Linked DNA regions of Mus musculus: all the other regions are linked to region 1. The links are chromatin contacts, called in public Hi-C and promoter capture Hi-C maps. All regions are on one chromosome and are shown on one strand. The core of a region is the stretch at or near the end of the contact, and the rest is flanking DNA. Distances in the headings are between cores, read along the strand shown. Region 1 holds the start of Clu (clusterin). Region 2 holds the start of Pbk (PDZ binding kinase). Region 3 overlaps Scara5 (scavenger receptor class A, member 5). Region 4 overlaps Scara5 (scavenger receptor class A, member 5).

The links. Promoter capture Hi-C pulls out the DNA fragments that hold promoters and counts their contacts. Hi-C and Micro-C count contacts between places; a contact is called where the count stands out from the background. Capture Hi-C pulls out chosen DNA fragments and counts their contacts.
Region 2: a contact with region 1 is called in a promoter capture Hi-C map of liver. The contact joins the promoter of Pbk here to the promoter of Clu in region 1. A contact is called at or near these places in 9 of 39 promoter capture datasets (the 3T3-L1 cell line, the HPC-7 cell line, cranial neural crest and 6 more), 1 of 15 datasets of contacts at CTCF or cohesin (embryonic stem cells), 7 of 484 Hi-C or Micro-C datasets (Sertoli cells, embryonic stem cells and nephron progenitors), 3 of 115 datasets of contacts at active chromatin or transcription factors (extraembryonic endoderm stem cells, fetal liver and stem cell-derived neural progenitor cells) and 3 of 9 other capture datasets (adipose tissue, liver and pancreatic islet).
Region 3: a Hi-C map of Sertoli cells shows a contact between it and region 1, with 5 times the contacts expected there. The contact joins the enhancer-like site here to the promoter of Clu in region 1. A contact is called at or near these places in 8 of 39 promoter capture datasets (HPC-7-derived erythroid cells, embryonic stem cells, hippocampal neurons and 3 more), 4 of 484 Hi-C or Micro-C datasets (the MC3T3-E1 cell line, Sertoli cells, epidermal suprabasal cells and 1 more) and 2 of 9 other capture datasets (adipose tissue and pancreatic islet).
Region 4: a contact with region 1 is called in a promoter capture Hi-C map of liver, with 2.7 times the contacts expected there. The contact joins the enhancer-like site here to the promoter of Clu in region 1. A contact is called at or near these places in 9 of 39 promoter capture datasets (the 3T3-L1 cell line, 3T3-L1-derived adipocytes, HPC-7-derived erythroid cells and 6 more), 6 of 484 Hi-C or Micro-C datasets (the MC3T3-E1 cell line, the N1E-115 cell line, Sertoli cells and 3 more) and 4 of 9 other capture datasets (adipose tissue, embryonic trunk, liver and 1 more).

Annotation. Positions count from the first base shown.
Region 1 is chr14:65,964,792-65,969,817 of GRCm38.p6, forward strand. Clu (clusterin) reads left to right here and starts at 3,692. Exons shown (of 9, transcript NM_013492.3): 1 at 3,692-3,897.
Region 2 is chr14:65,804,355-65,809,722 of GRCm38.p6, forward strand. Pbk (PDZ binding kinase) reads left to right here and starts at 1,557. Exons shown (of 8, transcript NM_023209.2): 1 at 1,557-1,780; 2 at 4,861-4,935. The coding sequence starts at 4,881.
Region 3 is chr14:65,719,454-65,724,890 of GRCm38.p6, forward strand. All of the region lies in intron 3 of Scara5 (scavenger receptor class A, member 5), which reads left to right. Among named protein-coding and RNA genes, the nearest start is that of Scara5, 56 kb to the left of the region's middle. Within about 2 kb of position 3,483, at least 11 of the 459 cell types and tissues checked have an H3K27ac peak or open chromatin away from gene starts, as enhancers often do. A contact at or near this core is called in Sertoli cells, where this site is marked.
Region 4 is chr14:65,739,969-65,745,126 of GRCm38.p6, forward strand. Scara5 (scavenger receptor class A, member 5) reads left to right here. Exons shown (of 9, transcript NM_028903.2): 6 at 322-420; 7 at 2,164-2,211. Among named protein-coding and RNA genes, the nearest start is that of Pbk, 63 kb to the right of the region's middle. Within about 2 kb of position 2,258, at least 39 of the 459 cell types and tissues checked have an H3K27ac peak or open chromatin away from gene starts, as enhancers often do. A contact at or near this core is called in embryonic stem cells, liver and stem cell-derived epiblast-like cells, where this site is marked.

The DNA of each region.
Region 1 (5,026 bases), core at 2,442-4,941:
AGCTATGTCCCTGGTCCTCATTGGTAATATTTAGAGCTACCAAGTAATCTTTTGGTTAGCCATTGACTGGTTCCACAGCAAAGCACATATATGAAGTAATAATTGGGTGCTAAGTGATTATAGAAGTAGTCTTGATTTGAAGCAGATCTGTGGGTCAATTTTTTTCAAGGCCCATTAGCTTAACGTTTGGAGATAAAGGCTGTGACTGAGAAGTTTCAAAGTGAAATCCAGAAAGCATAGCCTGTCCACAGCATGAGGAAAGCTAAAGATGGTTTAAGGACCATCATCTTTTCCCAGGCATGTGATAAGTCATTCAGGCTTGAGTAGCCACTAACCTTTCTCCTGGGAAGTCCCAGATGAGAAGGACCAACCGATGAATTGTTTCTAGAGCTCACAGATGCCCAAGAAAAGAGCCTAAGGGGTCTTCCTCTACCTTTGGCAGAGTCAATTATTTATGATTTTATTATCCGTGATTTCTTTATGTGATTGATTCAATGTGCCCTTAAATAATCACTGCCTAAAGACTGGTTCTTAGTGAGGGTCACGGGATTCTGCTTGTGTCCATGTCTGCATTGCTGTGTTGGTAGCTGAAGCTGCCTGGCTGCGTGCTGAGCTCACTGAGCCGGCTAATGGCAGGGCTGTGGAGGTGTACAGGAAAGGACACCAAGTAGACACTCAGATGCAAAGACATTTGGGCAGCCAGAGATGCTGAGCAAAGCTTAAAGGGGGAAAAAATTAGATCCCCACGAAGCTCTGCACTTACCCCAACACTCTTCCCCAAGACCACAGAGCAAAGAAACCAGGCTGAAGCTGTCACAGCTGCACGTGTCCCGTGACTCAGCTCCCAGCTCAAGGCCAATGTGGAGTATGCAGGATAAGGAAGTGGGTGCTCCTACTCTGCTCTACATGGCCAGGTCACTCCTGGCATTGACAAACGCAGAGCTGGGTTTGGGGGGTTTCAAGAGCATCAAGGTCAGAAGGCCAAAGCCTGGAGGAGTCTGCAGATGAAGACAAGCAATGAGCTTCTGGTTCCAGGCCTTCAGGGGGAGCAGATTTGGGAGATATAAGTGTGTGTGTGTGTGTGTGTGTGTGTGTGTGTGTGTGTGTGTTTCTGAGGACAGAATTGGGCTCAGGGCCAGCCCTTTACAGGAACCAGGGAGCTCCGGCAAAGATGGCTTTCCTAAAGAATTAATTGCTTGCAAGGAAAATACCCAGTTCTCAGGTTGGGAACATCCAAATAGAAGTAGGAGAACTCCTGGGGGTTGAGGAGTTGCTGATATACAAGTAGGAAGAGGGTCAACCAGGTCTTATACTGGAAACTCAGGGTGGGAGATGAGGTGGTGGGTAAGGCAGAAGCTCAGGATCTGAGTTGGATCCCTGGTACCCGTCTAAAACGTGGCCTATAGTTATAACCCCAGAGCTGGGAAGGCAGGCACAGGATCTTATGGATTGTTGTACAGCTGGTGAGTTCCATGCCAGTGAGAGAGCCTGCCTAAGGTACGAACAGTTGGAAGGCACCTTTGGAGGAACACCTGAGGTTGTCCTGTGGTCTCACACGTGCACATGTATGCAAGTGCACACACATGCCCACGGGCACACACGTGAATCAAGAGGTGCATTCAAGATTTGTGTCCGTTTGCTCAAGGCTGAGTTCCCAAACCTCGTGTGCTTGGGAACAGGAGAAAAGTGGACACTTGTAACTGTGGCAGGGGACTCCTTATCTCCCTCTCCCCGGATCCCCTACTTCTGCTGACTAAGGCACATCTTCCTGCCTAATCTCCAAAGGAGAACTTTTAGAGACTTTGCTATTGTACCCTGTGCCCATGACAGGCAACAGGGAGGGAACTGCTATCAGAAAAACATTACAAGGACATCGGTGTCCATAGAAAATGTAGCTATTACTGATAATTCTTTCTTTTTATTTTTCTTTATAAAGAAAACAAAAAGAAGATTTGGGGGTGGGGTGGGGGGAACATTCCTCCAAGTTTCTGTTGACTCTGTTTTTCTGGTTAGTTATCTTCCCAGACTTGGCATTGAATCAGGTTAGGCTAAAGAAAGCCTTAGTGAGGACTCATTTCAGATTCATCTTTCCCAGACGGAAGAAACTAAGGCCCAAGGGCAGAGTGGTTTGTCTAAAGGCACTGGGTGCCTCAGGGAACAGCTGGGACTGTAGCCAGCCTTAGCCCAGTTCTGACCATTCCTAGACATTTCCTGTAGGCTGCCTTTTGGGAAAGTACCAAATCACCATAGTCTCTGGGCCTTGAGCAAATGGAAATCTGGCCCTATGGCTGCTCCTTTAAAGATCTGAACGGGAAACAGACCTCGACCACACATTTCTCCTTCAAGTCTGTTTCTTTTACATAGTTTTCAAGGCCTGCCACCCAAACTGTGTTACCTACATTGGTTCCTCGACAGCTTGAGGGGGATGCCAGGCTCTCTCTCTCTCTCTCTCTCTCTCTCTCTCTCTCTCTCTCTCTCTCTCTCTCGGTTTTTCGAGACAGGGCTTCTCTGTGTAGCTCTGGCTGTCCTGGAACTTAACTTTGTAGACCAGGCTGGCCTCGAACTCAGAAATCCGCCTGCCTCTGCCTCCCGAGTGCTGGGATTTGATACACGGATGTTCCAGGGTTCAGAGTGGGAAGCTCAGCTTCTCCCCCGAGAAGTAGCATGGTGGGGGCTTCTAGGTTGTCCCTTCTTCCCAGAGATGCCCATAACAGGTGTCCCTGTTCTCAGCAAAAAGCAGCTAGGGTGCCTCTCAGCACCTCTGGTCACAGACCCAGCTACTCAGCAGCAGGGCTCCACGGAGAACTTCCACCATAGGCTCCTTGTTCAGAAACCAGTGTGAGTTCCAAGTCTGGGACAAAGTAGTTTTTGTTTAAAAAATTGAATTAGTATATATTAATTATACATAATGAGTTTAAGAATGGCATAGTCATATATATATATTCCCCTCCTTCATTTCTCTTTCGTGTCCTCTTTGTCCTCTTCTTCCTCCCATTATCTCTTCTCTCTCTCTTCCTCTCATAAATTTCATTAGTGTTGCCCACAGGAGCATGCGGTGAGCAGTTATTTACAGAAACATAGACACCTTACCATTGGCTCTATCACCTAAGAAAATGGGGTAGTATACTTGAAAACAGGTGTGAGGGTCCTAGGTCCAGAGGCAGTGAAGCCCACCCTGCTTGACTGGGTCCCAAGTGCGTGGGAGCCATGCTTAGGCTTTACGAATTCAGGGACAGCAGAGGCCTTCGGGATTACTGATGTATCATTGTCTCATTCTTAACCCGCTTCTGTTTCCTCCATCTGTCTGCCAAGGGACCAGCAAGCAGCCCAGTGCAGCGTTTAGGGAGCCAAGTACTTCGTGTATACTCTTCCCTAGCACAATGCCTACGCCATCTTCTATGTTTCTGTTACTCTCCCATTAAAATGGGAGCAAAGAAAAGGAGTGAACGATGTGGAAGGATGTGGAAGATGAACATGCAATAAGGTGGGCGTCGGGCGGTGGAATCCTGTGCCAGTTCTGGGCTGGAAGCAGGCCAGTGTAGTGTGTGGATTCCTTGTCCTCTAAGACTCTTCTGTTGGGGCCTGATTGAGAGGTTTTTGGTAGCTCTCAGGGATTAGAGCCACCAATTTAGGGGCCCTACAGCAACCAATGCGGTCATTTGTGATGCCCATGCGCCCCCTGGTGCCCCCCGCTGGGTGCTGCGCCTCTTACCCCCACCTCTAGGCTTCCAGAAAGCTCCTGGTGCATTCTCCGGCATTCTCTGGGCGTGAGTCACGCAGGTTTGCAGCCAGCCCCAAAGGGGGTGTACTTGAGCAGAGCGCTATAAATAGGGCGCTTCCCCGGTGCTCACCACCCGCGTCACCAGGAGGAGCGCACTGGAGCCAAGCCGCAGACCGGTGAGACAGCTGCACCTTTCCTACCCCAGCGCCGCTGAAGCCACACCGGCAGGGATGGGAGGGCAAGGGTAGCAGCTAGGTGGAAAGCTGGCGCAGCCGTGGGGAAGTGGGAGGTGACTAGAGCCCCATCACCAGACAGCCGAGCATGGGGTTGGGTAGGGGGTGCACGCTGGCTCAGACACGGGAGTCTCCGTGTTCTTTAATCCGGATCACAATTTCACAGCTGTTCAATAGGCCACATACAAAGATCTTCCTTTTGCAAAAATGGGGAAACTGAGGCTTGAAGCCTGCCGTACGATGCGGGAGGCGCAGGGGTGCGAGTGGCTCAGCGCCGCGACTAGGTGCGGATCTCTGTAGTGGCTGTTGTCTTTTGGGCATGAGTCATTGCATTTGGACCTCCCTTTCAGTTCCTGGGACAGCGCATAATAAATAAGATGTTGTGTATTTAAAGACGTGCTGCAGACATCCAGACCCGTTTTGCTGAGCTGACTGCATTCATCCAGTTCTTTAGAGAAATGCTCCACCAGGCCGAGACGTCTGATCCCACCGGATCACTTTATAGATGGTAATCTGAGGCCTGGAGACCATTAGAGGCTCAGCCTCCAAACGTTATATGAATAAGAAACTGAAGCCCTTTGGCTTTTCCAGAATTTCTGGGCCCAGTTTTAAAAATGGTGCTGGTGCTGTTTTTAAAGGAAGAAGTTAGGAATTCAAGAGTCTATACAAGTTCTCTTAACAGGATCATACAATTTAGTGCCCGACCCTGTGAGAATAGTAAAACAAACTGCAAATGGTAGTCAATCAATGGAATATTAGGCAGCAGCAAATGTGTGACTTTTAAAAATATTTAAAAACAGGACCTATGAAGGGATGGTTTATAAAAATGCATTGGAAAAAAATGGAGAAAATACGCCACAATGGGAGAGGCTATGTTTTCCTACTAGATAAGGAGGTCCTTGGCCCTGGTGGGGCTGATGCACCCAGGGTAGTTGGCAGCCAGGCAGTAGGCCAGCCTCCAAAAGAAGACAGGAAGTAAGTCAGTGTAGAGGGAAGGCAGCGGGCTGAACTGAGCAGCGTTGTCCTTGGAACAACAACACCACAGCGCCGGGAAACTTGGGAGACTAGCAGA
Region 2 (5,368 bases), core at 307-2,806, 160 kb before region 1:
GTGCCAATGAGATTGTGAGACCCCGACTTAGAGCGTTTCTACCTGGAAGGTAAGGCCCCTGGACGTTCCCCAAACTTGTTTTCCCTGATCTCTAAAAATGCAGCCAGAAAGAAGCTCTTTGTTCTCTATAGCCAGCAAAACGCCTTTTTTGTTTTTGAGCCTTACAGCCAGAGATGCGATAATTGTAGGAAGACCTACAAGGACATGGAGATAGACGACGCTGGAGAGGAGGCTGCAGCTCATCACCCCCCCCCCCCCCCCCCCCCCCCCCCCCCCCCGCCAGAAAGAAAAGGAGCTGTAGCCAACTCTCCTCCCAACTCCTCCCAACTCTTCCCAACTCCTCCCAATTCCTCAGCTAGCCCCCTACTGTCACCACTCAGGGTCGAACTCCCCTGCCCTACATGGCAGAGGGACTTTGTCCTCAGCTAGCTGATAATAAAACCTCTTGCAGTTTGCATCAGGTGTGGTTTTCTCTCGGGCCACTGGGGTGCTGGCCAGCTCATCCCGGGACTTGAGCGGAGGCCCAGCTTCGGGGGTCTTACAAGATAATGTCAGTAGACAAATGAGTGTGTTAATGTATATAAACACATGAATACATACGTGTCATGCCACTGTGTGTACTTCTGTCTTCATAAAGAAGATGTCCCTATCTATCTGGCCTCAGACTGGTTGAATTTCTTTAACCGTTTGAAGAGGTCACAATGCGGCACAGAGCGTTCCTGTTGAGGAGGCCTCTTGGTGCTTCTTGTATTACATTGTATGTTTTCTTTTTTAAGGTATCACATGGTCTCTGAGCCACATAGTAGGTATGGGAATGTCTTCCTGTTCTCCTAAACTTAATTCATTTTTCTTGTAGAGAACACAGTAGATTATGTTATGCAGTGGGCACTCAAGTGCAGATACCTGACACCCAGTAGGTGCTCTGAAAATATTTGTTAAGTAGACTGTGGTAATTCCAAGAATTAACAAAACTGGGCCAGTGAGATGGCTCAATGAGGATAAGAGCTTGCTGCCAGAGCCTGGCCTTCTGATTTAGATCTCAGGAATCTAAGGAGGGAAGGAGGGAGCCAGTTTCTGCAGTTGTCCTCTGATCTTCCCATGTGGGTAGCAGAAACACACACACACACAAACACACTAACACAGCAATAATTTTTTAAGTTAGCAAAATTTCAAAATATTCTATATTTATTCTCAGCCTCAAATAATGAAAATCTACACATTTCTAATTAGTGTTTTAAGGACACATATATCTGCAATAAAACTTCCTAGTTGCATATTCTGAGCAGTGTTTGTAATTTGGGTAATTTGCCTTCAAAACAGATATATATTTTGTTTTTCCGCCAGCATCTGTCTGACACTTGCTATGTCTTTCTAGCCATCGCTCTGGAAGATTTCTTCTTTTAGGACTAAATCAAACCTGGAAACTCCAGTAAACCTGGGAGGACTGTGCGAACGCGTGAGTTTTGACCCTAGTGCCGCCCCGTAGTCTTCTGGCGGGACCTTTGAAAAAGCGTGCTTCTTACACACCGCGGCGGTTACTGCGAGTGTTGGCGGGAGGGAGCTGTTCCTGCATTTTCTGGAGCGAGTCTTCTGACTGCTTTTAGTTAGAACTCCAGTGCCCCTCGGCGGGCCGCGGCCTTTGAAAATGCGCGCGCCCTAAACGCTGCGGCGGTTACGCTGTTGGCGGGAGGGAGCTGAGCCTGCACTTTCCGGACTAGGTGTCCAGACAGCTTTGAGCCAGCCCGTCACTTTCACCTTTTTACCCGAGCGTGCGAGCGTGGTAAGGGAAAGCCTGGCCGACTCGAAGGTGGTTGGCAGACTGGGGGTCAGGGGTGGAGCATCGAGGACCTGAGGGGAGGGTCGCGGACGGGAGGGACGGGGACGAGAGGGAGGCTGCCTCCACTGGAGGACCTGGAGGAGATCTGCGGGGAAGAACAGCAAACTGAGGGTACACAGCGGCTAGGGGAGGACCCAGGGAGATAGTGGATGGAGAATAGGGGAACCCCTTGGAGCCATCGCACACCTCCAAGCCCCTGACCCTGAGCTCCTTTATCGCGGAAAGTTTGGGGGTTCAGGGAGAAAGTCACTCCCTTCCCCATGAAGGAGGAGGGGGGTGGGGGTGGGGGGAGGATTTCTCTGCTTTTAAGGTGAGGCCACAGTAGAAAAGTGGCCTGTGGTAGGGCAGTGACTCATTGGGTACAGTCTGTGCCCAGCATGCATGCAGCCCTGGGATCCATCTTCAGGACCCCAAAACCTGGAAGCAGTAGTGAGTGCCTGGGGTCCCAGTAACTAGGGAATGGAGACCAAAGAAAGGACAGGGAATATGGCTGTGGGTAGAGTTTTATACATGGGATTACTGGTATTAAAAAAAATATGTTTACATGCTTATATGAAAATTCATAGTGAAACTCGAAATCATGTAGAGTTAGCATATGCTAATAAAAAGATACTTTTGAAAAGCCAAGCAGTGCTAATATTATAAAGTTATGGGTGGGGGACGCTGGAGTCTTGATTCATTGGTTAGAGCCTGCAGGGCTTTTGCAAAGGCCCTGAGCTGGTTGCCAGCACCCATGTGGAGTGGCTCACAAACAACTACATGTCATTCCAGAGGAGGCCATCCTTCACTTCAGGCTCCTGTACTGTTGTGCATAGACCACCCACCCCTGCCACACACACATAGGTGATGGAAGGTGTATAATGAAAAGTCAAATCTTTTTTTTGTTTTGTTTTGTTTTTTCGAGATAGGGTTTCTCTGTGTAGCCCAGGCTGCCCTGGAACTCACTCTGTAGACCAGGCTGGCCTTGAACTTAGAAATTCACCTGCCTCTGACTGGAGTACTGGGATTAACGGTGTGCGCCACCACGCCCCTGGGAAAAGTCAAATCTTAAATAAGCAGTTCTCATGGTAACCAAGCATGTGACCTCAGTGCTTGGGGATTGAAGCAGGAGTATGTCGTGTTGGATGTCAGCTTGGTGTACACAGCCAGTTCAGGGTAGTCTAAGTAATGGGGAGACCCACATAAATGGGGCTTAGAAAGCCCATCAATAGATGCCCCAGCTCTGTCAGATGTGCCCTTTGAACCCCAAGCCTAAAGGTGATATGGGTTAAAGAAAGTATAGTTATTTAACAATTAATGCCTATGGAATGTATATGCAGATCTACGACAGTATAGACTAAGGCTCTATCTCAGCCAGGAAAGAAAAGTCCCATTAGACAACTGAGCTGGGCGGGACGTAGGATATTTTGGTACAAACAGGGTAAGTGGAAGAGAGGCATTTTTGAGTGTCCAGAATATGAGGGAATGCTGAAATGTTTAAGCCTAGGTATTTTTTTGTTGTTGTTGTTGTTTTGTTTTTTGTTTTTTTGAGACAGGGTTTCTCTGTGTAGCCCTGGCTGTCCTGGAACTCACTTTGTAGACCAGGCTGGCCTCGAACTCAGAAATCCACCTGCCTCTGCCTCCCAAGTCCTAGGATTAAAGGCGTGCTCCACCACTGCCCGGCTAAACCTAGGTATTTTAATCTTTGAAAAACACACTGTGCCCTTTGTATCCAGTCCTCAAGCTGTGGTGGCAAGGACAGTCTCCAGGCTGCTCTTTGCCAAGGATTTTGCACGAGACCCTTTCTCATCTAGCAGCCCAGCTTTAATCCCACTGCTGTAGATAAGCCCACAGGGTCATGTCTTCAGCTCTGTTCCAGATCTGTATTTGCCTGCCTGTTCGACCTTTCCACCAAGATGTCTAATAAAGCGTCCAAAAATGAGCTCCCAATCTCCAGAACCCTCTTTCGTTTTTTCATTTGTTTGTCGCCACAGTTAAGCCATCAGGAAATAATGGCCGTTTCTGGACAGCTCTAGACATGCGCCATCAATGGAATCTGTGTGTGGCTTTCTCTGTCTGGTTTCTTTCACCTGGCATGTTTTCCTGGCTCATTTGTGTTGTACAGTAGCAAGCTTGTTACTTTTTGCTCTGCATTCAGCATCTAGTGGGTACTTCTGTTGTCTGTCTGGACTATTAGAATAACGCTGCTTATATGCATGGGTTTCTGTTTTTGTTTTGTTTGTAGCAAGGTCTCCCTGTTGCCCAGGTCGGTCTTAGCCTCCCGAGTGCTGGTATTACAGGTGTGCATATAGGGCTGTCTTAAAGGATGATGAGACGTTTGTAACTGGTGGGAAGTATGAGAGGGAGACATAGTATTTACCTTTTGGTTTTGTCACTGGGGATTGAACTCAGGTCATGGCTTTGTGCATGCCAGGCTGACTCTACCCATGAGCTACATTCCTAGTTTCTGCTAACCTTTTAGAACTAGGTAGTATTTTTTTTTTTAAAGATGTGACAAGATATCTTCACCCCACCCCACCCCACCCCACCCCAGCCCAGCCCCATTCGCTTCGGGTAGTTTTTTTTATTGAAGTTACATATTTAAAAGTTTTTAAAATTATAGTTGTTTCTATATGTATTGTATATGTGTGTGGGTAGATGTATGCCACATAGTGTGTTTGGTGGTCAGAAGACAACTTGTGTGAGTTGGTTCTCTCTTTCTACTAAATGAGATCCAAGAATTGAAGTCAAGTTGACAGGCTTGGCAGCAAGTACCTTTACTAAGTGTCTGAGCTATGCCTCTGACCGCTATATATTGTATAGTTAAAACCACAACTCCTACTCAATGATAGTATGACCGTGAGTAAAGTCATTGTATCTCTGGGCTTCAATTTTACTTTTATAAATAAAATTGGACTATTTGCTGAGGTCATTTTTAGGTCTCAAATTGTATATTTCTGTGATAAAATGATGTTATGGGATTCTCCTCACAAATGAGAGTATTTTAGATAGTTGCAATATAACTTTGCTTGTTTTCATTATAGGACCTAACGTGATTGCTACAATGGAAGGAATTAATAATTTCAAGACGCCAAACAAATCTGAAAAAAGGAAATCTGGTAAGATTGCAAAAGACCTTCTCTTGTTGCTGTTTCTACTAGAAACATTTTAGTGTTTATTCCTTTGTCATTGTCTGTAAACAGGCATAAGATTGGTCATTATAACAGTGCTAACCATAACAGAGAATCTAATAGCACAGTCCGGACTTTCTGTCTACTCACTGATGGTCGTTCTGGAATTTAGGACCTGTCTAGTAGTGGTCCTCTGGCTTGAACTAGAGGGTAATAGGAGCTGTAATCTTTGTACATGGGATCTAGGAATCTAGCATCAGACTTGCACAGCAAGACATGTGTAGGTGTCTCGAAGATTGTTCAAGATGTCTTTAGTTGGTCAAATGTAGACTAATAGACATTGTGCCTTTTTTTCCATTTCAGTCTCTATGACTTTTTTTAAAAAATTACCTTATAACCTGGCTCAGCATATTTTTGAATT
Region 3 (5,437 bases), core at 2,233-4,732, 250 kb before region 1:
CCACAAATCCAAATTAAGAGAAAAAAGAAACCTCCCTAAGCCCACACCCTCCATCAAATCAGTTGCTTTGCTTCAGATCCACCCATTTGTACATCTAGGCTGGGCAAAGTCACTTCTGGGAAGCCATTCCACCTAATATTATTTGTATAATGATTTCATGAGAACTTTACCGTTCTCCTGGTCATTTATAATTTTAACGACTAAAAAGACTCCCACAAGGGGGATCCCGAGACAAAAAGCAAACTCTCCTCTCTGGGTTCTCAGTCAAAAGTCAGAGGAGAAAACGGCACATGGCGCCAGAGAGTGAGTCTTTCTCCTCGTACACCAAGCAAGCAAGAGGTTCTGCCAAGATGTCAATTGTGTGTCTTCTAACTTACGTCTGACTATCTACTCAAAGGTAGCGTCAGTCCCCGCAGGCTGAGGGCCCTGTCTCCAGGACTCAGTCACCTCCACTGCCAGCTGCAGGCTCAGGTTTGTTGGACCTGTGTTTCTGCTTGGTGAGCTACACATCGGCATTTCCAGAAGCCTGCTATTGGGTTTGGTGCATTTGCTAGAGAATTCAGGGAAGCACTTAGGCTTAAGGATTTATCATAAAGGGCATCCTAAGATGTGCATGGGACACGGCAGGCAGTTTTCTTTGAACCTGACAGTTGTGAGCTGCCCAGTGTGGGTGCTAGGAACGAACACCCCAGTTCCTTGGTTTGCCTGCCATCCTCTAGCTATCCCAGTCTTCCAGGATTTGGAAGGTTCCTTATGTAGCCATGGTTGACTACATCATTGGCCAGTGGTAGGCACTCAGTCTTTAGCTCCTCCTCCCTTTCTGAAGGTTGGTAGCAGGGGAGGGGGTGGTGATGGTGTTAGGACTGAAAAATCCCAACTGTCCCCAACTGTCTCTTGGTTTTCCTAGTGTCCAGATACCATTCCTGAAGTCCTTGGGGACTGGCAACCATCATCTCTTCCATTAGCATACCAGGAGACATTTCCGATATTATAGTACAGATTCTGAGGTAGTTAGCAGTCCTGTGCCAGGAAATGTGGGGTGGGGGATGAAGAACAAAGACATATTTTGCAACAGCACTGGGACACATTGTAACTGACCCAGTCTCTTCCTGGTGAATCTCCTGTTCAAACTTGGTAAATAAACATAGAAACCTTTCCCCATCTTTTGAAATTTTTTTTCCTAACAGTAAGTTCCCAGAAGTTGGATTAGTAGGTCAAATGGTGTAGACATTTTTTTTTTTTTTACTGTGAAAAAATAAACCCAGCCAAGAGGCTGGAGAGATGGTTCAGCAGTTAAGAGCACACACTGCTCTTAGAGGATCCTAACTTGGTTCCTAGCACCCAAACTGGGCAGCTCACAATTGCCAGGTCCAAAGGAAACTCTGTGTCCGAAAGTCTGGTGGTTAAACAAAAGCCAGAATTCCTCGGGAATTTGGGAAGTCAGTTCTTCTCTACCCAAAGAAGCCATTTCCTTTATCACCTATGGTGCTTATTGGCATGCTAGGCTCACGCTGGCCTCCAGGCTCCCTCAGCATCAAAAGAACACATTAGAGTCCATGCTAGACTCCTAGCTCTTCTCTTCTCCTTCCCTCCTTCCCTACCCTAACTGCAGCTCCAAGGAACCCAGCATCTTCTTCTGGCCTCCATAGATATTTGTACCTGCTTGTTTATGTATGCACAGGCACGTGTGCACACACGCACACGCGCGCACACACACACACACACACACACACACACACACACACATGGGGTATGGGGGGGAGAGAGAGAGAGAGAGAGAGAGAGAGAGAGAGAGAGAGGAGAGAGGAGAGAGCACTGAATTACTTCCCATGCATTATACTAATACAAGCTAGACTAGAGAGTGTGTCCACACTGTTAGGAATCTGCCCTAATCTCACTTTCTCACTGTCTACCATCTTGGGAGTGTGAGTTCCATCTGCTGATAGGAAGAACACTCTCTGACTACAGAGAGGAGAACAGAAGCACAGACCCCATGCGTCTGTGTGTCTCCAGGTCACTGGGGATACTCTAGAACTCAGCTGTGGACTGGGGGGGGGGGGGGGACTTAAGGAGGTCATACGGGTGGGACATGGTCCCATGGTTTTAGAAGGAGACACCAGGAATACAGGAATGTGAGTGTCCTGCCCCATGGAAGGCCTTAGGAGAAACCTAGCTTTGGGAGCATCATGAACCCAGACTTCCAACCTCCAGTGTACACTTTCCAGGCTGTTGTCTTCTCCTTGGCAGTGAAACTGACTTCCATCATGCCCCCTCATTCCCAGGACCAGCTTAATCAGACTTGCTATCTCCAGAGCAACAGTGCTGAGTTTGGGTCCCGCCCACAGCATCTGAAGGCCAAATACAAGCAAAAATGAAGGCCCTTTGTCCTGCGAACGGGGTGGGGTGGAGGGAGCTGCCAGGATTTTATATTTGCTGTTCACTGCTGTGTGACCTTGGGCATGGGGACACACTGGGCAGTGGGAGCCTTCCTAATCACCTGGACTCCTTTCTGGACCCAGCACAGGTGCTGGAGCCCACCCTGATTGTTCCTGCCATGGACAAAGAGGACGTGATAGGTGGAGGTCAGAGGGTAAGACTGCATCCTGGTGCTGAGGGGAAGATGCGACACATCAGCAAGGCAACAGACCAGATTCGTTCATCCCATGGTCCTTCACTGGGAAAACACAAGCTGAGAGATAAATTGATGTCCACTTGCAGAAAGAAGTCTTGGCAGGCCTAAATGCAAAGCGTGGGTCCTGTGTGTTAGCTCTGGTGGAACACGAAGGAAGGATACCAGGAGACACTAGCAAGGCTGGCAATACAATCCACATCGAAGCTCTGTGATAGTCTCCCCATCACAAGTGCTGGAAGGATATTAGGCTCTGCTCTTGTGTACGTGTGTGGGAGTGTGTGGGCATGCGTGCACATGTGTGAGAATGCATGTAGAAACCAGTGGTCAGCCATGAGGTCAATTCCTCGGGTGTTCTCCGCCTTGCTTTTGGAGGCAAGGTCTCTCACACTGGCATAGAATTGGCTGAATAGGCTGGGTCGGCAGTGAGCCCCGGGATTCCCCTGTCTCCACCTCACCAGGGCCGGGCCTGCAGATCCATGCTACCATGCTCAGACTTTTTACACAGGCATTGCACAAGCTCTCGTGCTTGCACAGCAAGTGCCCGACCCAGCTACCCTGGCTCCGATCTCTGATTTAAAATGAAATTTTTCATTCACATCACTCACTGTGACCTCAAGTAACAGTCCCGTGCCATGGCCTGTCTGAAAAGCATGCCCTTCATTCCTGATGCTTCTGCGAATGTGCTGGTTTTGCCATTATCTTTCAGCCCTATCCTCTCCCACACCCTGCTCTGAATATAATGTTCTGTGAGTTCTGATCCCTGCCTGCCTTCTGCGTCACTAGCCTGAAGATAGCAGAGTTAGCCGTTGGGACCTTGGTAGGAGTTTAGGCTTACAACTCACTCCTACTAACAGGGTGGCCTTGAGCTTAGTGACTGGGAGGCCTGTGTTTAGATTTTCCCAGCAGTGAACAGTGACACTGTCTGGGACTGAAGGACACTTGGCAAGTGCATTCCTCCAGTGGGAGAGGATGCTCCATGCAGCTTTGTTCAGTGGGTGACAGCTGTGGTTCCAGGGCCTTCTCTGCCCAGCAGCTAAGCCTGCCCACACACCTTACCACCTGTCAGAGCTGCTTCACCTAGAAGTGGATGTGGCCATCCCTACTTCCCAAGCTTGCTGGGAAGGGCCAGAGAGCAACTTCTAAAAGCCAGGACTGTTGGCCAGACAGTAGATAGTGATAACTACTCTTTCCCTTCCTTTCCTCCTGCTTGGATTTGGCATGTGACTGACTACCCTGGCAGCAGATTCAGAGGAGAGCATGAGGAAGGGGCAAATGACCCGAGTGCCTCGTTGTTTTATGCGTCAGACAATCTCTTGGCATCCCAGCTCAGATAAAGAAGAGTATGAACAGTATAAATGTATCCTCGCACGTCTGAAGGGAAGGTGGGTTAAAAATGAAGCCTAATAGATGTGTAGTCCCTCACAAATGCATAGGATGCGGGGCCGGAGCAGTGGCTGTCTTGGCAAAGTACTTGGCCTGCAGACATGAAGACCTGAGTTTAACCCCTAACGACTGCATAAAAATGGGGGCATGTTGGTGCATATTTATAATCCCCGTGCTGAGAAAGTAGAGGTAGAAGGATTCCTGGAGCTCACTGATCAGCCAACCTAACCACACTGGCAAGACCAGAGAGAGACTGTCTCAAAAAACAAGTTGGGCTGGGTGGTGGTGGCGGCGCACGCCTTTAATCCCAGCACTTGAGAGGCAGAGGCAGGCGGATTTCTGAGTTCGAGGCCAGCTTGGTCTACAGAGTGAGTTCCAGGACAGCCAGGGGTACACAGAGAAACTCTGTCTTGAAAAGCAAAACAAAACAAAACAAACAAAACAACAAGTTGGATGGCGTTCGAGGAGCAACACTTGAGGCTGAGCTCTGGCCTACATGTGTGTGTGGGTGCATGTATGCACACACATACACACACACATGAGTGTGCACATACACGTACATACACATGTACACGTACATACACACGCACAGATGAGCATATCCTCTTACAAAGAGAAAGAGAAGGGGAGAGAGAGAGAGAGAGAGAGAGAGAGAGAGAGAGAGAGAGAGAGAGAGAAAGGGATTAACAATTCCCAACATTCATGTCACTAAACATCCAGTGGCTTGGAGAGCCTTCTTGCGACACACATACACTCATGATGCAAATGCACACACATGCTTCACTGTTACCAGTGCACTCTTGCTATGCTGAGGAAATAACTCGCCGGTCAGGTCACATCTGGAGCACCCTGCCTGAGCCTGAAGATGATGGTTTATTCATGAACAGGACAGCTGTGGCCAGGGAGCTGACTCGGGACTGACTGTGGACGGAGGGCCAGGTGGCGCAATGAACGTTTCTGAAAAGCAGGCTTCTTTAGGAAGCTGATTTTACTGCAGCTTGAGGCAAGCATTCACTCCCACACTGACTAGAGATTGTCAAGACATAGGTACTAATTCATCAAAGAGGACCCAGCAATGGGACCTGAACTTACATATCTGTGTGGTTTCTACCAAGTCCCCTGGCTCCAGCCTGGGTTTAAGCTGGGGAGCTCACAGTCGTCCTAACTTATTCAGCACTGAGTGCTCTCAGCATTCAGTCCTTTCATCAGAGAGCAAAGCTGTTCATATGGGGGACTCTGCAGCCACACTTCCAGAGAGAGCCCAAAGTCAGTTCCCCACTGCCTCGTGGCCCTGTGACCTTGTGAGTGACTTACCCTCAGTTTGCCACAGTCTCCTCACTGGGACCATGAGGATGTAGTTGATAAATGAGGCTTATATGGCAGGGGCATGAGTTTCTTTGTATTAGCATGGAAGGCACACAA
Region 4 (5,158 bases), core at 1,008-3,507, 230 kb before region 1:
CCCATGCATGTCATAAGGATTACATGAGATTCTTTATGCCTGCACACAAAGAGTAAACAGAATTTAGAAATCCAGCATGCTTGCAGGTATCTGAATGGGACTGGCCCTACCACTACCACAACAACACTAGGCCTTTCAAGAGTAAGGGTTCAGGGAAAGGTGATATAGGTGTGTATGGGGAGGCTCTGAGCTGCCCTGTAGGATGCTAAGCAAGGGAAAGCAGAGGCTATGGAAGACCAAGTTCATATTAATTATTAAACTAGATAAGGGCATCTAATGGACCTGAGTCTGCAGCTGCACCCTTGTGTCTTCTCTCCCCAGGTCTGCCAGGAGAGAGAGGTGACCCAGGACTGCCTGGTCCCAAGGGTGATGATGGGAAGCTAGGGGCTACGGGCCCCATGGGCATGCGCGGATTCAAAGGTAATACTGAATCTTGACACACCCTAGGGCTCACATTCCTTCAGTCCTTGAGTAGCATAGGAGCCATCTAGGAGAGTGCTGTGTGTGTGTGTGTGTGTGTGTGTGTGTGTGTGTGTGTGTGTGTGCCTGTGCACACATGCATGTGTGGGTGCATGGGTATATGTATACAGGTTGCAGAGATAAAAGCAGGGAACCTAGTGAGGGGTCTCTGAGAACAGAGCCAGGCTGCAAGCACTTTATCACTTGTCCTCAGTCTTACCAGCCTCCTCTCCTTCTACATGCCCTCCAGTCCCCGTGCTTACAACTTTATTTCCTTTCTCCGGTTTAATTTGCCAACCGTGCTTCTTCTGATATTTTTCCTTCTTCCCGTGGGTAGTTCCCTTGCTCATCCTCATGGGAATCTACTTCTTCATGGTCAGTCTGGATTGTCAGATTGGCCAGGTATGCTATACACCATTAATCCTAGCAGGAAATAGAGGCAGGTAGATCTCTGTGATTCCAAGGCCACCCTGGTCTACACAGTGAACTTCAGGATACCCAGAACTACATGGAGGACCATGTCTCAGATAGATAGATAGATAGATAGATAGATAGATAGACAGATAGATACATACATATATACATACATATATACATACATACATACATACATACATACATACATACATACATACAAGATAAGGATACCTGATGCTCTTTGCACTGACTGCCTACATTTCACTCATTACCATGACAACTCAGAAAAAGTACTGCTCACCATCACCCCTGCCCCAACACACATACACCCTGTGACTGAGCGGTCTTCTGTCTTTGGAAATCATATTCTACTCTCTAGTGTTCAGGTGGACTGAGGTCTTTCCTTTATGATCCTAATTGAAAATATGTGATATTTTTAAAAGACCATATAAAAAGAGCCAATGCTTGTTGATAAATGACTAGACAGCACAGACATACACAGAGGGTAAAGTAGACAGGAAGTCCTTTCTTCTTTGGCCCCTTTGGCTCCGACTCTTCAGAATAACCACGGTGAAATCTTTGGAGCACACACTGGTGGATACTTCTCTAAACACGTTCAACCATGTATGTGATTGCTTTCCTTCTTTTCAAACCTGGGATCACAGTAAATACTCTCTCCCGGACAATTCTGACTGCTTTCTTCACCACAGTGTGCAGTGGGCTTTGGACTTGCAGAGATTATGTTGGGAAACCTTTAAAGTAGAATCCCCACCCCCACCCCCCCACCCCCCCACCCCCGCCTTTCTGTTGTCCACTGAGTGAGTAGGGCCAGGACGTTCTCCTTCTTTGTAGAGTGAAATGGAAGCTAAGAGAGGCTTGACCTTTTAACTCAACCCTGGACAGGAAGTTCCACAAGTCCTTGGAAACTGCCCTACCAGAAACACCAGCCTGACTTAGAACCTGACTCCATGGACGGCTGGAGCTCAACCCCTTCCTCTCCAATGAGCTGGAGTGCGAATTTCTCCAACACTGACTAACTTCGCTTCCTGCCTGGCATTCCTTGATGCTATATGGTAGATGGGGCTCTAAAGTGCTTTCTCATGGGACCCTTCTTTTCCCTTATGACCAGAGCAGACACTATAATTATCTTCTCCACAGCGACCTCTGGTGGCTGCTGGCCCCTGCCTGAGGGATTCGCTGGCCTTGAGTTAGCAAGTCCATAGATAAAAAAATCTTATTTGTAGTGTGTTGTTTCCATTCCTAACACGTATTTTCCTTCCGTTCCAGGTGATCGAGGCCCAAAAGGAGAGAAAGGAGAGAGAGGAGAGAGAGCTGGTAAGGAAATTCTGCTGGGTCCGTACTCTGGGGCACAGGTGAAGCCTGTGGTCAAAGGTCAGGTGCTGAAACCACACTCTGGGACTTGAGCATCAAAGAGTTCCCCCTCCCCCCTTTTAGCCTTCACTGGCCCAGCAATATGTATCATCAACCCCTAGGGGTGTAGGCCTGGGGTTGTATAGATGGATCTAGAGGTTTCCTCCCCACAGCACCCTGTAGCACCACTAATTCCTTATATACAATCTTTGTAAAGTGGAGAGAATAGGAATCCTGACCTCTTAGGGCTATGGTAAGACTATAACAGAGTCTGGACACCTGAGTCAGAGCTCATGAAGTGTTAGCCATTAATATTTCATACCCTACACCAACTCAGACATACTTTCTAAAAATCACTGGAGGAGATGATGGCTAAAACTCGGCTCCAGACTTTGTAGAAATGGCTCGTGCAATGCTCAGAGAAACTCAGAGGACCCCCTCTTTTGTCTTCTCCTTTGCTACTTCTGAGGCCATGAGGCTTAAGACATTCCCTGGCAACCACACAGTTGGGCCCCTCTGCTGAAATCCTTCCTGTAGCCATTGTAAGAGAACTGGCTGATCCAGCTGAACCACATTTTTCTGAGGTGTATCTTCCCCCAGCGTGCCTTGTGTAGACTCCCAGAAAGACTGTTACGAAGAACACACAGAACCTCTTAGCCAAGTTCCAAACAAGAATAGAACACCCGGCATTCGGCATTCGGCGACATTGGCTCTGAGTGTATATTCAAGAGAGCATGGGTGGATTAGCATGTCTCTGGGCACCTGTGCTCAGGGCATGACTTCAGGGCATGTGGCCTGGGTACAGAGCTGGGGAAGTACAATCTAAACTGCTTATTGAGGGGCTCCCGCAAAGGGTGGTGAATGTGGTCTTTGGGGTGCTGCCTACTCCTGGGCTTAGAATCAAGCATTTTTGCGTCTTCTGACAGAATGTTGCCGAGGTGGCTGAGAAGGACTGGACTGTGGCATTTAGTTCTGAGACATAAACAACGTGTGGAGGGTTGGGCAGGAAGAGAGGAGCTATGTGGAAAGATGACCTTTGAGAATGAGATCCGAAACGCTGCCCACATACCAGAGGGGTCTCACTGGAGACCGTCTGCCAACTGTTTTCTTAGCTGACTTGAGAACCCAAACAGGAGGTCACAGCCAGCAGAGTGAATATGGTCATTGTCTACCTGGACAGCGCTGGTTACGCTCTGAGACTGAGGAGGTGGAAGCCAAAGCTGGCTGGTGTGAGGCTCCCCAGTCAGAGGCTGGGGAAGAGAGCCCATCCACTTGACCTTATAGCCTATGGATGACCCAGCCAGGGACTGGCATCAGCTCTGGATTTGTCTCCCAGGGGAAGGAAGGTTTCTTTACTGTCATAAGGAGACTATATTCAGACTGGAGCCCAGAGCTCATACACAAATCCTAAGCTTGTACAAAACTTTTAGCTACCTTTCGGAGACCCCAGAATTGGTCTCCTTGTGCCATGGAACGGGCAGGTGAGGGGGCTTGGCAGACTGTAAGCCTCTCGCGCTGTGAAGAAAAGCATCAAAGGGGCACAGGAACTCTAGAACCATGGTACTGGAAGTCTACCATTCACCTTCCCCACTGTTAGAGGCCCAGAGCTGAGCGCTGGGTCCCTGGCTTCCTTAATCTGGAGTGGGAAGTCAAGCTACAATCTTGGAGCAGTGGAGTCTTGGGTGGTATGGTTGGGCTCCCCAGAGTTCCTAGTGAGTTCCTCTTTCCTCATGGCTCTAGACGCTGACGGAAGACCCAGGCTGACTGAACCTTTGCCTCAGTTCAGAACTGAGGTCTGACTCTGGTTGGCAGTGGGGTTGGTTATCTTCCCACAGCCTCAGCTTCCTAAATTGCGTCTGGCCATGCCTAGTCATATGTCCCCTGACCCCGAGGTGTTACTTATATCCCTGAGACCCAGGCTCTGAGGAGAGGCCCATGGCTCATCTTTCAGAAAACTGTGGAAATTCTGATGGACACAGTGCCTACTACGACTGGGGCTTTCTTAGTCATTCCCTGGTTCCTTGGCAGTCCCACTGTGGGATCCACGGAGTAGGAAGTGTGAGTTCGCAGCACCAGAGAACCTCAAAACCCTGAGCTGAGTGGTGCAGGGCCAGCTTGCCTGGCTGGGTTCTGGCAACCAGTGCCTTTGCCAAAGGCTTGAAACCTTTACCAAATTCCTCAGGTTAACCTGCAACTCAAATGCCTGAAGTTCCTTCCAGCAGGGAGTGTTACTATAGTAACAGTGTTCATGAGAGACACCTCTCAGTGGCTAGTGGCCAGTGTGTGGTATTAGGGAAAACTCCTGGGGGCCATGCTTGCAGTCAGTGTGAACATGCTTTGCAGAACAAAATTCTTGCTGGTGTTCACCCATATTGAATCTGGAGTTGTGGGATTTGGGAGTGTGGATAGGTTTCAGATCACTTCCTGTCCCTGTTCCTAGCTCCACCCCTGCAGGTCCTTGACCCAAGAGGTGGAGGGACTCTAGGGCTACCTGCTGAGATGGTGGTTGTAATGGATCTAAAATCCAGACCTCTTGGTGTTTTTCTTGATGAGAAGTAAAGACTTTTATTTTCCCTTCAGGCCTTAGTGACATCAATCATCCCATAAAATCTCGTTAAATAACCCTGGCTTTTGGAGATTTGGCCAGGGGAAAAAACAAGATCCATATGTACATCTCAAGGAAAACAGACATTTGTTTTTACCTTGGAATGTGATCTGTTTGCAAGATACAAATGTGTGTACAAAGTTCTGTTTAAATCCCAGTGCGTACATTTTAAGCGGTATATAAGCTCAGGTTGTTTTAAAAACAACAAAAACTTTACTCTGTTTGGTTTCACATGAAGAGAAACTATGCAGCCTGACATGAGGTGAATCCCCAAGTCAATATTAATCAATAGTTATCACTGGAAGC